Linked DNA regions of Sus scrofa: region 2 is linked to region 1. The links are chromatin contacts, called in public HiChIP or PLAC-seq maps. All regions are on one chromosome and are shown on one strand. The core of a region is the stretch at or near the end of the contact, and the rest is flanking DNA. Distances in the headings are between cores, read along the strand shown. Region 1 holds the start of KCTD20 (BTB/POZ domain-containing protein KCTD20). Region 2 holds the start of STK38 (serine/threonine-protein kinase 38).

The links. HiChIP or PLAC-seq counts read pairs in DNA pulled down with a chosen protein or histone mark.
Region 2: a contact with region 1 is called in an H3K27ac HiChIP or PLAC-seq map of alveolar macrophages. The contact joins the promoter of STK38 here to the promoter of KCTD20 in region 1. A contact is called at or near these places in 1 of 5 promoter capture datasets (fetal skeletal muscle), 4 of 47 Hi-C or Micro-C datasets (alveolar macrophages, fetal heart ventricle, psoas muscle and 1 more) and 1 of 2 datasets of contacts at active chromatin or transcription factors (alveolar macrophages).

Annotation. Positions count from the first base shown.
Region 1 is chr7:32,142,516-32,150,104 of Sscrofa11.1, reverse strand. KCTD20 (BTB/POZ domain-containing protein KCTD20) reads right to left here and starts at 4,061. Exons shown (of 8, transcript XM_005665921.3): 1 at 3,877-4,061.
Region 2 is chr7:32,248,661-32,256,249 of Sscrofa11.1, reverse strand. It overlaps STK38 (serine/threonine-protein kinase 38), which reads left to right and starts at 2,577. Exons shown (of 14, transcript XM_001929552.7): 1 at 2,577-2,903.

The DNA of each region.
Region 1 (7,589 bases), core at 2,812-5,311:
TAAATCTTAAATGGTTTTGTAGTCAGTTTAAGTTTTGAACACTGGCCCTGCCAACTTGCCAGGTGAATGACTTTGGGCAAGCTTCAGTTCTTTGTGTCTCAGATCCCTTAGCTACAAAATGGAGAAAATTAAATGAGACAATGGATATAAAAACATTTAGCAGAGTGTCTGGTACATAACAACGTCTGCTAATTATTAAGTCTTTACTATTTCTAATTCTACTTTCATGAATACACAAGAACTATCCAACAAGGTCTAATTTGGGGACTTCTTGCTATTTTTAGCAAGAAGTTCTCAAGATTCTCTTCTTTCAGCCATAGTTACTTCCTGCCTACTATTGCAGAAAGACATATACTATTCCAATAACCTATTTTTCAGACGTATACTCAATCAGATTAGTAGCTATATATCAGTCTTATATTCTATCTTCCACGAAGACACTTATAACTTTGGTAAGGATGACAGTATAGTTATGTGGCACCTTCAAAATATTCTGGATACTGTCCAAATATCTAGTATATAATAAAAATTCACCAGTGTATTTATCTTAACCTTTACTGAATTAAAAAAAAAATACCAAGTTCCTAAATTTCTTGGGATTAACAAGGTAACTGTTTGCTCTTATTTGTTCTTTTACTAATGGTTTTTGGCCGCACCTGCAGCATATGGAAGTTCCCAGGCCAGGGATCAAATCCAAGATGCAGCTGCTGGCCTATGCCACAGCTGCAGATCCTTAACCCACTACACCACAGAGGGAACTCTTTTACTATTTATCTCAAGCTCCAGAGTTCCTTATTTTAGTATTTCCACTCTTCATGGTTTATTTATGTAGTTAGAACACAGTGTCCTTCAATCTCCATTTTTCCAAATACTGCTTTTGTACTCGGGTGAAAGTCTCTCAGTTTTCTTCATCTACTTATAGCTGAGTTTCTTCAAACTTTTTCCATTTTTGAAGCATTCTTCCTGCAATGATTTAGTGGGAAGAACACTGGGCTAAGAGCCAGGAGTCCTCACTCAGCCATCTCATCTCTCAGACTCCTCATCTTAAAGGCAAGGGGATTGCACTAGGGAAACTTGCAATAGGTTCCCTGGTTTCTCTAAGCCTCTTAGTTCCATGATTCTGGGTCTTACAACCAGAAAACATCCAGTATTCCAACAATTTCCCTAACTTTTTACTCCCATTAGCCAAGGAGGGGTAGGCATGTTGATTCGGGAAGCCCAGAGTATAGAAGCAACGACATGACATTTTGTAAATCAATAGAAAAAGATTAATAAGAAAAACGGACACCAAAAAGAAAGACAGAAAAAGGTCAAAAACACACAGCCTAACTCCAGCCTTATTCCTCTCCACATCGATCTTAAGAGGGACTAAGAAACAGAAAAAGCTTTTGGCAGCAGAGGAGGCTCTCCAGCCCTCCTATGGCCTCAAGGGAGCAATGCAACTCTGCAACCTCTGTGCAGTGTTGTTGCTAAAATGACCTATTACAGTGCTTTGCACAAAATAGGCATTACTGGGGTATGTGATGACTGAATTCATGTTCAGGTGAACTGAAAGCGCTCATAAATGCTACTGGTGCTGCTACACACCAGGAAATCTGAGACCTCAAGGCCATGGGAATTACATGGCATTGGCTGCCCTGGTTCTAAGGGGAAGGAGACTGAATTAGCGGGGAGGAGAGGGAGATGGCCTAACGGCATGGCTTACACACTGATGACACTGAAAGCAGCCCCCAGGAGGTAAAAGGACAGAGTAATAGGCAAGGACTACCTCTCAGGCAATATCGGAATACGCATGAAAGTATTTCCTACTCTGGTGTCAGAGTCCAAGAAAGCACTATCCTTCCTGAAGTTTCCTTCCAGAGAGTCAGACCTTGGCTTATGATTGGATAGGCAGCAGAGGAAAGTAAATCAACAAAGGGATAAGGAAGTTGGGCAGTTCTAAGAATTCTCACGCCAGCCCTATGATGACGTTTCTCAAAGTGTGGTCCCTGGATCACCAAGAACAGAACAATGGAGGAGGTGCGTGCTTAAAATGCAGCCTAGAGGATCCATCACTGATCTCTAGAATCAAATTTCTGGGAGTAGTACAAATCATGAGATATCACCTCACACCTGTCTATCATCAAAAAAAGAATACAAATAAATGTTGGTGAGGATGTAAAGGGAACCCTCGTACGCTGTTGGTGGGAATGTAAATTGGTGCAGCCACTGTGGAAAACAGTATGGAGGTTTCTTAAAAAAATAAAAACACAATTACCATATGACCCAGTAATTCCACTCCTGGTTGTATATCTAAAAAAACCCAAATCACTAATTCAAAAAGATACATGCCCTAATGTTCATAGCAGCATTATTTACAATTCCCAGGACAAAGAAGTAACATAAACGGCTAAAAAAAGAGGTGATACACATACAAAATGGACTACTACTCAACTATAAAAAAAGAACGAAACTTTACCATTTGCAGCAACATGGATGCACTTGGAGGGCAGTATGCTAAGTGAAAGAATTCTGACACAGAAAGACAAATACTGTGTATCACTTATATGTGAAATTAAACAACAACAACAACAACAAACCAGTGAATAGCACAAAAAAGAAGCAGACTCACAAATATAGAGAAAAAAACTAGTGGTGGTGGTGGAGTAATACAGGGGAGGGGGAAAGGAGGTACAAACTATTGGGTATAAGATAGGCTGAAGGATGCATTGTATAACACCAGGAATACAGCCAATATTTTGTAATAACTGCAAATGGAAAGTGACCTTTAAAAATTGTATAAAATTTTTTTAAATTATTTTTAAAATTTCTGGGAGGGGTTTTGGCATTTTTAAGGCACAAACTTATTTTGAGAACTACTGTCCCAGAATCGAGGTGGGGGGTGGGGTGGGTGGAAGTGTCAGGCACCAGGACGCGTTGAGGGTGAAGTTCTTTGACTCCGATTCATCATATTCAACTGCTGTAACTACAACACTTTGTTTGGGGGAACATTAAAAAAAACCCTTAAATTCTCAGGTAACAGCTGCAGATAGCTGTTTAACAGCTACTAAGGGAACAATTAAAAGGGCCTGAAAAACGCATTTTCATAAACTGGTTAACCAGTTCCTCACAGCCTTGTTTATCTTGTTAGTTTGTTCACTGGTTTCTCGATTAAAAATCAGTAGGTTCAATCCAGGAATTTTCAGAAAGAATCACAAACTCCAAAATAGATTTTTTCAATAGAGCAAAACTAGGCTTGTAAACCTGAAGACACTGAACGCTATACAAAGCAAGGTTTTATTTAAAAGAAAATTACCGGTTCAGGCTCCCCCAGCGCTTTCACACTCAGAGGCACTGATGAAAGCTAGCAATTTGTGGGTGGCAGAGAAGACATACTTCGAAGCAGGGGCGCAAAAAGTGTGCACTCTCCGCTCCAGAGTTTGGGAAAAAGTCTGACCAACTACCTAATTTTTAATGAATTCAATTAGTTGCTAGAAAAGAACGCGTCTGCAAACGTTTTATCCATTTACACGGCAGGGCTCATCATTTTTCTTCTTTGGGGATAAAAACACCAAAAGGCCTGCAGAAAAGTCAAGTTGATACTTTAGTCGTCCCCACGACGGTGCTATTTCCACATAAATCGACTCCCTTCTGCCCCCCAAAAACAGGCTTTACCCTCAGCAAGGAAACCAGCGGCCGCAACTCCTTTGCCAACGTTTTTCCTCGAGATGACCGTAGCCCCGCGGCCTTTCAACTGGAGGTCCGACCCGGCGCCGGCCACCCGAGCGGCGCCCGGAGGAGATGGCTCCCCAGCCCCCGACAGGAAAGCACCTTTTGGGGCCAGGCCCGCTGCCACACCGGGTCTTCGCCTCCAACCTGTCCCGCGCCTCGACTTACCTGACGCTCCCTGCCGCGCTCTCGCGCTCGGGGCCCGAATCCACCCGGGAGGCGCGCGCACCCGGCGCCGCGAGCAGTCGCCGCGGGGACCGGTAGTGCCGCAGCGGCGCGCGCCCCCGCCTCGGCCCGCGCGGCCACGCGGCTGAGTAACCCAGCACTTCACGTTAAGAGTCCCCCTCGGCGCGCAGGGCACGCCGGGAAGGTCGGGCTCGGGCCCGCCCGCTGGGCCACACGCAGTAGGGGGTCCCGTTTCATCCCGCGCAAGCCCTGCAGTGCGGTCGTTCTCACTCCGTCACTACCAGGGTAGATTGGTTTCCGAGCTGCGGATACCCTCTTTCAATTATTAAAGATATAAAACGGAAAAGTTAGTAGTTACCTGAATTGTGAAATAAGCTCGCACAGCCCTGGGACAGCTAGTGCTTTTAGAAAATTGTGGAGGCCAGATCTTTGCATACTTTTGGTGGAGGAGACGGCAAGAATGATGGAGTTCCTTTAACACGTTTTGCTTGGAAGCCCGTATCTGCATAGGCATTCTGACCGAAAGGAGGGCGGGAAATGCCCACGTTCTCCCCCTAACCTTGAGTTTAATGAAACTACATACCATAGCAAATAAAGCAGAATTACAAATTTTTAATCAACCTGAAGCAAATTAGTGGGAAATTGGCCGTGCTACGAGTAAAATATTTCAACACTCAAAAAACCTGGAGTTCCCTTTGTGGCTCAGAGGACATGAACCTGACTACTATCCATGAGGATGCAGGTTCTATCCCTGGCCTCGCTCAGTGGGTTGAGGATCCTGCATTGCGGTGAGCGCTGGCCAGCAGCTACAGTTTCCATTTGACCCCTAGCCTGGGACCCTCCATATGCCACGTGTGCGGCCCTAAAAACACAAAAGACAAAACAAAAAAAATCTGTATATAGTCCATGACCTAAAAAGCATGAAAAGAAAGAAATAGCATCAGTCCTTTTTGTCATTTCTTCTGTTTTTTGTACTTCACAGCAGGAAACGAATCCGACTAGGAATCATGAAGTTGCGGGTTCGATCCCTGGCCTCGCTCAGTTTTGCTCAGCTGGTTAAAGATCTGACATTGCCCTGAGCTGTGGTGTAGGTCGCATACGCGGCTCGGATCCCGAGTTACTGTGGCTCTGGCATAGACCGGTGGCTACAGCTCCGATTAAACCCCTAGCCTGGGAACCTCCATATGCCTTTTTAGGGTGTGGCCCCAAAAAGACATAAATAAATAAATAATAAAAGTTATGAAATTTAAATAAAAAGCTATATTGATTATGCAAACTATTCAAAACCTATTAAGTTAATAACAGTGTTTTGAGTCAACTTTTTTATGTAAGTCTAGCAATTAATGTGGGGCTAATGAGGATTAGCATTGAAATGGAAGAAATATGAGCAAATATCTCATTCCAGTAGGTTGCAAATGGTTGTGGGATACTTGTACAGCAAAATTGCCTCATTAAAGGCAACAACTTTAATTTCAAAAACAAGCTATAAACTTGATCATTATAATTTGATCTTAGAGCTATAGAGGGCATTCCCAGTTCCTATTCTCTCACTTCACTTATAATGATTGTAAGGACCTGGTACTGTGTTTGAATAAGGATGGGCTAGCTTATTACGCTCCATTAGTCACCTGTAGGCAGTGATTCTACAAGGCTGCTCACCTTCAAGTGGGTAACTCAGCATTCCCGGCTGCTTCCACCTCTGGCTCTGTCAACCCATCATGGATTGTGGAAGAACTAGACTGCAGAATCCAGCAAGGGCTTTTCTTTGCCTCCTCTAGCTGTGGACCTGTCACTTCTGCTGACATTTCACTGGCCTGAACTAGTTACATGACTAAACCTGACTGACTCTAAGCAGCTTGGGAGGTATAACTTCCTGTGTGCCTGGGAAGAGAACCAAGAAAGAAGATGCCATGGACAGATAGCATTGTTTCTGTCACAGTGTGTAATACTAAAAGTAAATATAAACCAATTTTAATGTGTCATGGGATTCAAACTGTTCAACTAAAGTAGCACAGAGAATTGTTCTATGCCTTTATTTCCATTTCTATAAAGTACAATATTAAGTCTTTTGAATTAAAGAAAGAAAGAAAAAAACCTTTCTGATGTTCCATCAAGATAGTTCTTGAAATAAATTCTTCCTTTCTGGGAAGATTTCTCTCTATAGGTTTATAATATACTAAAATCTGGACCCACTCTGGTGTAGGCCCGCAGCTACAGCTCCAATTTGACACCTAGCCTGGGAATTCCCACATGCTACAGGAGCAGCCTAAAAAGAAAAAAAAAAAAAAAAAAAAAAAAAAATCTGGCCCCAAAGTTGGAGAAATAGTAAAGACTAAACGGTTCTGTTTTTGCTTATAATTCAATATAATGAAAAGCCTTATTAGACCTGGTACTTTTTTTGGATAGTCATCAAGGAGATGGTGTATGAGAAACGTACAGACACAGAAAGCACAGGTATATGCTGCTTTTTTTCATTTTATTTCTAACAATGCATTTCTAAAAGGTGAATCTCTCAGATGTATTTGTATGTGAAGTTGAAACCTGGCAGACCTGGAATTTTCTTTCTTTCTTTTTTTTTCTTTTTAGGGCTGCACCTGCAGCATATGGAGTTCCCAGGCTAGACGTTCAATTGGAGCTGCAGCTGCTGGCCTACACCACAGCCCCAGCCATGCCAGATCCAAGCCACACCTGTGCCCTATGCCGCAACTTGTGGCAACGCCGGATCCTTAACCCACTGAGTCAGGCTAGGGTTTGAACTCACATCCTCATGAATACTAATCAGGCTTTTAACCTGCTGCGCCACAATGGGAACTCCAGGCCTGGAATTTTCAATTGTCATAATAGTCAATTCAGAAGGCAATACAGTTCATTTGACTAACGGTTATTCACTATTATTTAAATATAAATATAACATTTACTCTTCCTTAAATATAACATCTACTACCAGTAAATATTACAAAGCACTTTCCCCAATATTTTACATGAATTAAAGTTCTCAACAGCTCTGTGGGAAAGGAAAATCAAAACGGAGTCAGTATTGCTGAGAGTTCTCTAAACTGGAGCTGGGAAGCCATTAAGGAAGTGTGGCTTACGCATGCTTATAAAAGTCTGGTTGGAATCTGACCCTTTGACCTGATGAAGTCATCCAGAACATCTGCCAGAAACTCCTAGAAGTCTATCTACTGGTTAGACTTACCATAAAAAAACTCATGATTCTTTACGGACAAATATTTCCTGATTCACAAGTCATTCACAAGTCTTGCAAGGCAGCTTTTAACAACCTTGTGTACTTTTGCCTTTATAAGCCCCTGACTCTTTTTCTTCCCAGGAACCTTCCCTCAGGATTACCCAGGTCTGTGTCTCCCAAACTGCAATTCTTAAGATCCCAAACAAACTTTTCTTAATTGTAGCTTCCTGAATTACTTTTTGGTTGACACCTGGGAGATAGATTTTTACTACTCAGATTCACAAATGAGGAAAACATGACATAAACAACTCGAGTATTTAAGGTCATTAAACCCCTAAGTGGTGCTGGTGGGCTGACAACAGACCATTTGACCCCAAAGTTCTTGCTCAATATCACTTGAGTGAATGGAAGCTCAATTAACTGCTTCCAGGTGAACTCTTGAGCACTTCCAGGGGGGTACATTAAATGTCTTCAGCTGTTACCCCCACCCAAATAATCCAAAGTTGAC
Region 2 (7,589 bases), core at 1,328-3,827, 110 kb before region 1:
TCAGATTCATTTCCACTGCACCATAACAGGAACTCCACATTCAATGCTTTTTGATAGCGCTGATCTATCCTTGGCTTTGGTGCAGCCACTATGAAAAACAGAATGAAGATTCCTCAAAAAATTAAAAATTGAACTACCATTTGATGCATCTTCTACTCCTGGGTATTTATCTGAAGAAAAGAACACTAATTAGAAAAGACATATGCACCCCTACATTTCTGCAACATTATTTATACCTGTCTGGTCTGTGGCCCTCCGCTTGCAATATTATTTAAAACAACCAAGATATGGACACAACCTGAGTGCCCATCAATAGATAAATGGATAAAGAAGATGTGGTGTATGCATATATAGTGGAGTATTACTCAGTCATGAAAAAGAATGAAATCTTGCCATTTGTGACAACATGGATGGAAGAGGGTATTATGGTACAGTTATAGGTACAGAGATAGGTGGTTGTCAGAGGGGAGGTGAGTAGGAGGAATGGGGGAAATAGGTGAGGGAGATTAAGAGGTACAAACTTCTGGTTGCAAAATAAATGAGTCACAGTATGGAGAATATAGTCAATAACTATGTAATATCTTTGTGAGATGACTTACAATTAGACTTATATCTCTTTTTGCTTGTTTATTTTTGTTTTGGGCCACTCCCAGGGCATGCGGAAGTTCCAGGCCAGGGATCGAACTTGCACCACATCAGTGACCTCAGCTACTGCAGAAACAATGCCAGTAGCTGAGTCGCATGAGAACTCCCAGACTTATATAATTTTGAAATGTATAGAAATACTGAATCACTATTTTGTATAATAGAAACTAACACAGTGTCGTATACTTCAAAACCAGCCAAACAGACTCAGAAAAAGAATTCAGATCTGTGGTTACCAGAGTGGGGAAGGGGAAGCTAGGTGAAGGTGGTCAAAAAATACAAATTTCCAATTACAAGTACTAGAGATATAATGTACACCATGATAAATATAATTAACACTGCCATATGTTATATATGAAAGTGGTTAAGTGAGTAAATAATTTCTCATCACAAGGAAAAAATATTTTTGGGAGTTCCTGTTGTAGCTTGGCAGGTTAGGAACCTGACTTGCATTCATGAGGATGTGGTTTGATCCCTGACCTCGCTCAGTAGGTTAAGGATCTGGGTGTTGCTGTGGCTGAGGCGTAGGCCGGCAGCCAGAGCTGTGATTGGACCCCTAGCCTGGGAATTTACATATGCTGCAGGTGCAGCCCTAAAAAGCAAAAAAAAAAAAAAAAAAAAAAAAAGTATTTACATGAGGTGATGGATGTTCACTAAACTTACTGTGATAATCATTTCAAGATGTATGTAATTCAAATCATTATGCTGCCCACCTTAAACTTATAGCATGCTGTGTGTCAATCATACCTCAATAAAAATGGAAGAAGGAAAAAAAGAGTTTTGAGGATCACCTGAGATTAAGTGCTTGCCTGTGGTTTGTAAACTGAAAATGCTAATGCAAACATCTGGCACTGTTACTAAATCGTTAAGGCTGGGGAAGAATTTGACAAAGGCACTGGGGGAGAAGGGCCTCTGAGCTGAGAGAACAAAAGATGAAGTGGTTTTTGTGTGCTAGACAAAAGGAAACCGGGCTTTGAAGTCTAGAAAGATGAAAGCAGTCAAGGAAGGCCTATGTTTTTAAGACCATTAAGGAAACAAAGCCTGGGACCCCAAGCTTGAAGGATAAAACCAACACCCACGGTCTTACACAGCTACACAAGAGCGTGGGGGCAACATAATATCATAAAGCACCCTGAAGAATGACTTTCACACATGTTTCTTTCGTTGCCTAGATGACTTCTTTGAAGGCTGGCAGGGACCATGTCTTACTCATCTTGTTTCCAGAAGCCTGACACTTACTGGTCAAGAGCACTGCGCTCCACTCTCAAGGAAGGAATGACTGTCCAAAGGCTTGGGACCTCTTTAACCCAAGGGGTGGTACAGACTAAGCTGCTGGGTAGCCTTGAAAAGCAGGTTCTTCTGGGCACACTGGGATGACCTCCTGTTATCCAATGACCCCAGCCAAGTCAAGTCGCATTAATCCTTACTTTAAGAGGAGGTGGGGCCAAGCCCTCCAGAGGACCTATTTAGGACGGTCGAAACATCCAGGAGAAGCGGGGGATCACAACTACTAGAGTGATAGAATTTCATAGAACTACAGACGAGCGCGCGCACGAGCGCACACTCACACACACAGAGTGCCTGCCAAACTGGTTAAATACGAGGCAGGTTTGTAATCTAGTTAATTGCTTTGGTGTAGTTAATTGTATCCCGCCAATGTCAATTTCCTGGTTTTGATCATAGATTTTAGTTATGTAAGATGTTGAGGGCAGCTGAGTGGGTGATGGGTAAAAAGGACCTCTTTGTACTGATTTTGCAACTTCTTGTGAGAAAAATTATTTCAAAGTAAAAAGTTCAAAAAAAAAAAAAAAGACCCTTTCCCGAGCCGAGCCCCGCCCACCAGGATAAGGCCCCACACCTCACTCTTCTGAGCGCAACCCAGTCTCTCCTGCTGAATTGAGTCGGAGAGGGGCGGGGCCGCGCACGCGCAGACCGGAAAGCCCGCGCCGCGTCGCTGGGAAGTCACGCTTGCGCAGTCTGGGCCCCTGGCCGCCGCGCCAGCCTGTCTCCGCGGCTGGGGACCCGGCTGCCTCGGCCCCTCCGCTTGTCGTCTTTTCCGGCAGTTGGGGCGCTTCCTGTTGTCCTCACCGACAACCGCCCCTCGGCCCCCTACCTCAGAGCTCCTTACGCGTCCCCACCCCTCTTCTGGTCGGCTGGCTGCTGCCGCTGGGGTTTCGCCTGTCCGCACGTCGAGTCCGCTGGCTCGGCCGGCGTCTGCGGCTGTCTGCGCCCTCAGCCCTGCCTCCCCCGGGTCTCTGGTGAGTATCTTGCTGCTGTTGTCTTCAGTCTGGCTCAGGCTTCTCCCTTCATCTCTCCTCTTTCCCCGACTCTTTTTGGGGCTCTCCCCTGCCTGCTGGCGCCCTCTTTCCAGCCCTGCTCTTTCTGCCCCTCCTGACAGACAGCCCCCCCTGACAGACAGCCCCCCTCCTCCCGGCTTCCAGAGGCTCCTTGTGGGTCCTCGGCACGTTTTTCCAGCCCCGGGCTCCCCACCACTCCTTTCTCTTTAGTCGTGTGCATTTGGGGTGGGGAGCCAGGCTGTCTTCTTTCTGTGTTGCCAGCTTTGTCTGCTCACTGCCACCCGCTCAGTCTCCTCCGGGATGTCGGTCGTTAACAATTTTCACCTTTTTGGAGGGGTTGTCTAAGAACGTGAGAGGTGTTGTGTGAGGCAGCGATGTCGAAAGCCCCCACCCCACGGGACCTTTGAATCTGCCCCCTTCCCTACGGTTAGTCTTAGGGTCCCGGGCTTCAGGTCATCTGAAAACCACAAGAAACTGTAGTGGGAGATTTTTAAGAAGAGAGTGGAGAAGGCAAATCACTAAGGACTTAAAGCAAAGTCTGTGCAGAAAGACTTGGAGAAAGTGTGCAGCAGGGAAAGTGGGGAGGCCAGCGCTCCCAGGTGACTAAAAGACGGAGGAACTTGTTCTTTTGGAAAAGTGTAGAGAAAGGTTGCAGTGAAGGAGACCCTGTGCTGCTTCTCCCTTTCAGCTCTCTTTGGCTCTGAATTAGACTTAGCCAGGCAGTGGATGTGGTTTCCCTAAGCCTAAAACTACCAGCACCACAATAACAGGCTCCACTCTCCACCCAGACATTAGATAGCAGCTTCCTCATCAGAGCACAGGAGGAACAACTCTATCTGACTCTAAGAAAACCATTCCTGTCCTAACCGCGCCCCCTTTCATAGATACATGTTCTTAGCTCTTAGTAATGGGCATAAGAAATGGGCGTTTCCCTACTAAGTCTTTTATAAGGTACCTACTAAGTGCATAGCATCGTGCATGATATATATGGTGAAGGATACTAAAAGTAGTATAAGACAGAGTACTTGTCTTTCAGTGGCTTACAGTTTAGTAGAAATTAGATATGTGACTCTCAAGGAATAGTCTTAGCCCCAGTGTTGAATTGTCCAAATGAAAGTATTGGGTTGTTAGTCACAATGAATTAAAGAATTGGTGAGAAAAGGGGTACTTGTGGAGTTAACAGTCCCATTGTAGAGACAGTCAACCGTAAATCACCTGGATTGAATAAAACAAGAGTTTTCATTTGGTCTCCTTTTACTGTTTGCAGTACCTACCCCTGACTTATGAGGATCACAGTTTTTTTTGTTAAAGTTTTTAAGCTTTTTAAGAATTTCTCCCCTACTTATTAGCTATTAATTCTACGGAGTTGGAGAATGAAAGAAACAGGGCAAGGGCTTTCAGTGGTCAGGGCAGGAAGGCTTGAGTTGTCTAAAGCATGAGGAAAAGCCCTGTCTTACAACAAGTACTTGGTGGGCCCAGTAAACCTACTAATTGTTACAGAGGAAAAGTGATTGTAATTTTTGATGAAAGGTTATTGGAATTAAGCTAATCCTTTTATGAGGGGAGGAAAAGGACAGGGAGGAGGTTTTGAAGAAAGGTCAAAGGGAAGGACAGTTCATCCTTTGCTATTACATTAGAGACTGTGAAGGTTGAAAACCATTCTGCTAGAAAATTACTGGTCTGCCATATGAGCATCTTTGAGTACACTTAATCTTCTGTTGATCTTTTACAAAGTTGGGGAACATGCTAGCAACATAAATGGGTCAAAACTTTTGTTCCCCAGTTTTTATATCCTGTCAATGTAAATGTGATTTTATTCTTAGCTTCGCTGACAACTGAAAATCATTAACTTACTCAACTTATGTTTATTAGCCCTGTTATATGGAAGGCACTGTTTGTATTAAGCTTAAACATTCTCTAGTTATATTTTTATGTGAAGTACTTTCATTTGTTAAAATATAAATATATATATATGTAGAGAGACAAAAACACTCTGCAGAAATATTCCTACAAGGGAGGAGTACAAAACCCTCTCTTGCTTCAGACTTGTTTTTAAATCTGGTTTTAAAATTTCTTCACCAAACTTAGAGTGCATGTGGTTTTCATTGTGGGTGGAGGGGGTACAGACTGACAAATAAGGAACCACACCCAAGCTTCATAAACCAGACAGAGGTTTTTTAAAAAAAAATTCTACTGATATTCTAAAAACATTTGAGTTTGCTTTGATAGTAACAGAAACTTCCCCATAAAAAAATAACATTTTATATAAGGAAGGGATGAGTTCAATGTCTTGAATTTGTGATTACTGATCATTTTGGCAGATCATGAATCATAATGTTTGAACTAGAGCCTTGTTTTTTTTTTTTTTTTTTTTTTTGTCTTTGCCATTTCTAGGGCTGCTCCTGAGGCATATGGAGGTTCCCAGGCTATGGGTCTAACCAGAGCTGTAGCTGCCAGCCTACACCAGAGCCACAGCAACTTGGGATCCGAGCCGCGTCTGCAACCTACACCACAGCTCACAGCAACGCTGGATCCTTAACCCACTGAGCAAGGCCAGGGATTGAACCTGAAACCTCATGGTTCCTAGTCAGATTCGTTAACCACTGAGCCACAGGAGAACTCCACTAGAGCCTTGATTTTGAATCTCTTTGCTCTGAAGAGATTATTCTTTCTGTAATTTCCCCTTAGTGTCTTTCTCTAAAATTACTTAATGTTAAGCCTTTTTTCTTAGTGTTTTGCACATTTCTTAAAAGCCCTAGGTTTAATCTGCAAAACAATTAAAAAACTGCTAAGTATTAAGGTGAGAACCTTAAGAAAAACTTTTCATAAAATATGCTATCTTTGAAAATGGCCCTTGGCCCCTCCTCATTTTCATTCAGCTTCATATTGACATGATAAGACATGGAGGCAGGTCCTGTGGGAGGCATGATAAAGATAAAATATTGAGCATTATTGCAAATGGTGGAGCAAGTCAAGGTTGGTGAATAATCCAGCCAAATGTGACAATGTAGGTTGGCCAAAGAGATCTAGGGAAAAAAGGAAAAAAACAAAAAAACAAAAAAACAAAAAACACAAACAAACCACGGGAGTTTTCGCTGTGGCACAATGGGTTGAGGATCTGGCTTGGATTCAGTCCCTGACCTGGGAACTTCCATATGCCACTCTTGTGGCCGAAAAAAGAAAAAAAAATCTAGGGAAATGAGATAAAAAGTTAGGGAAAAAAAATATATATATAAACTACCAACCTTGTTGGTATTGGTTTTCAAATATGTAAAGCTAGGATATTAGGTTCTCTTTATTTGTAAAGTATGTTCTGTCATTAAAATTATGATTTAGGGTTTTTTTGTGATACTGTTTCCATTGTAGGTCTTTGTTTAATTTGTAAATTCACATAGATAGCAGATGTTTATCAAATACTGTAAGCCATGTCACAGTACATATAGATGAAGATTTTAGTCATAGATTTTTTTAAACTATAGAAATTATAAATTTAAAAGTTACTGGTGGAGTTCCTGTCATGGCTCAGCGGAAACAAGTCTGACTAACATCCATGAGGATGCAGGTTCGATCCCTGGCCTCGCTCAGTGGGTTAAGGATCCCCCGTTGCCATGACCTGTGGTGTAGGTTGGAGACATGGCTCGGATCTGGCATTTCTGTGGCTGTGGTGTAGGCCCGCAGCTACAGCTCTGAGGTTCCCTAGCCTGGGAACCTCCATATGTTGAGTGAGCGGGTCTTAAAAAAAAAAAAGACATAAAAGGTAATGGTAACATGTACAACACAGGGAGTATAGCCAATATTTTAAAACTATAAATGGAGTATAACCTTCAAAAATTGTGGATCACTGTTGTACACCTGTAACTTATATAATATTGTACATCAATTATATTTCAATTATAAAATCCAAAAACAGATGCTACTGTGATTACAAATTTTGTGCCAATAAATCTGAAAATTTACATGAAGTTTTTTAAATGTTAAGAAGTAAAAGTTATTGGTGAAGTTCCTGTTGTGGCTTAGTGGGTCAAGGACCTGATCTTGTCTCTCTGAGAGTGCGGGTTTGATCAGTGGATTAAGGATCTTGTGTGGCTCAGGTCTGTTATTGCCATGGCTGTGGTATAGACCACAGCTGCAGCTCTGATTTAACTCCTAGTCTGGGAACTTTCATATGCTGCAGGTGCATATGGAAAAGAAAAAGAGTCATTGATAACTTAATGGCAATAGTATGCATTCATTGAAAAAATATAGAAAATGTGGAAAAGCACAAACAGGAATAAAATGATCTAGTATATTCTCACTGCCTAGTCTTAAGCCACTAATAACATTTTGATATATATTTCTAATAATTCTGTGCACATACAGTAAACACATAAAATTGAAATGATATATATACATTTGTGTTTTTAACCTATTATTTTCACTTAGATTGGAAATATTTTCCCTGACATTAACATTGGAACGTATTTTAATTGTCTACTTATTATTTCACTGTAGGATTTACCCATAATTTTATCAGTTTTGTTGTTGGCTATTCAAGTTCCTCTAGTTTTTCTTTGTTATTACAGTGCTGCATTGAATTCCCTTCTGTATGACTCCTTATGGGTCTTTGGTATCTTCAAGGAAGATTCCTAGATGGCAAAGAATTGTACT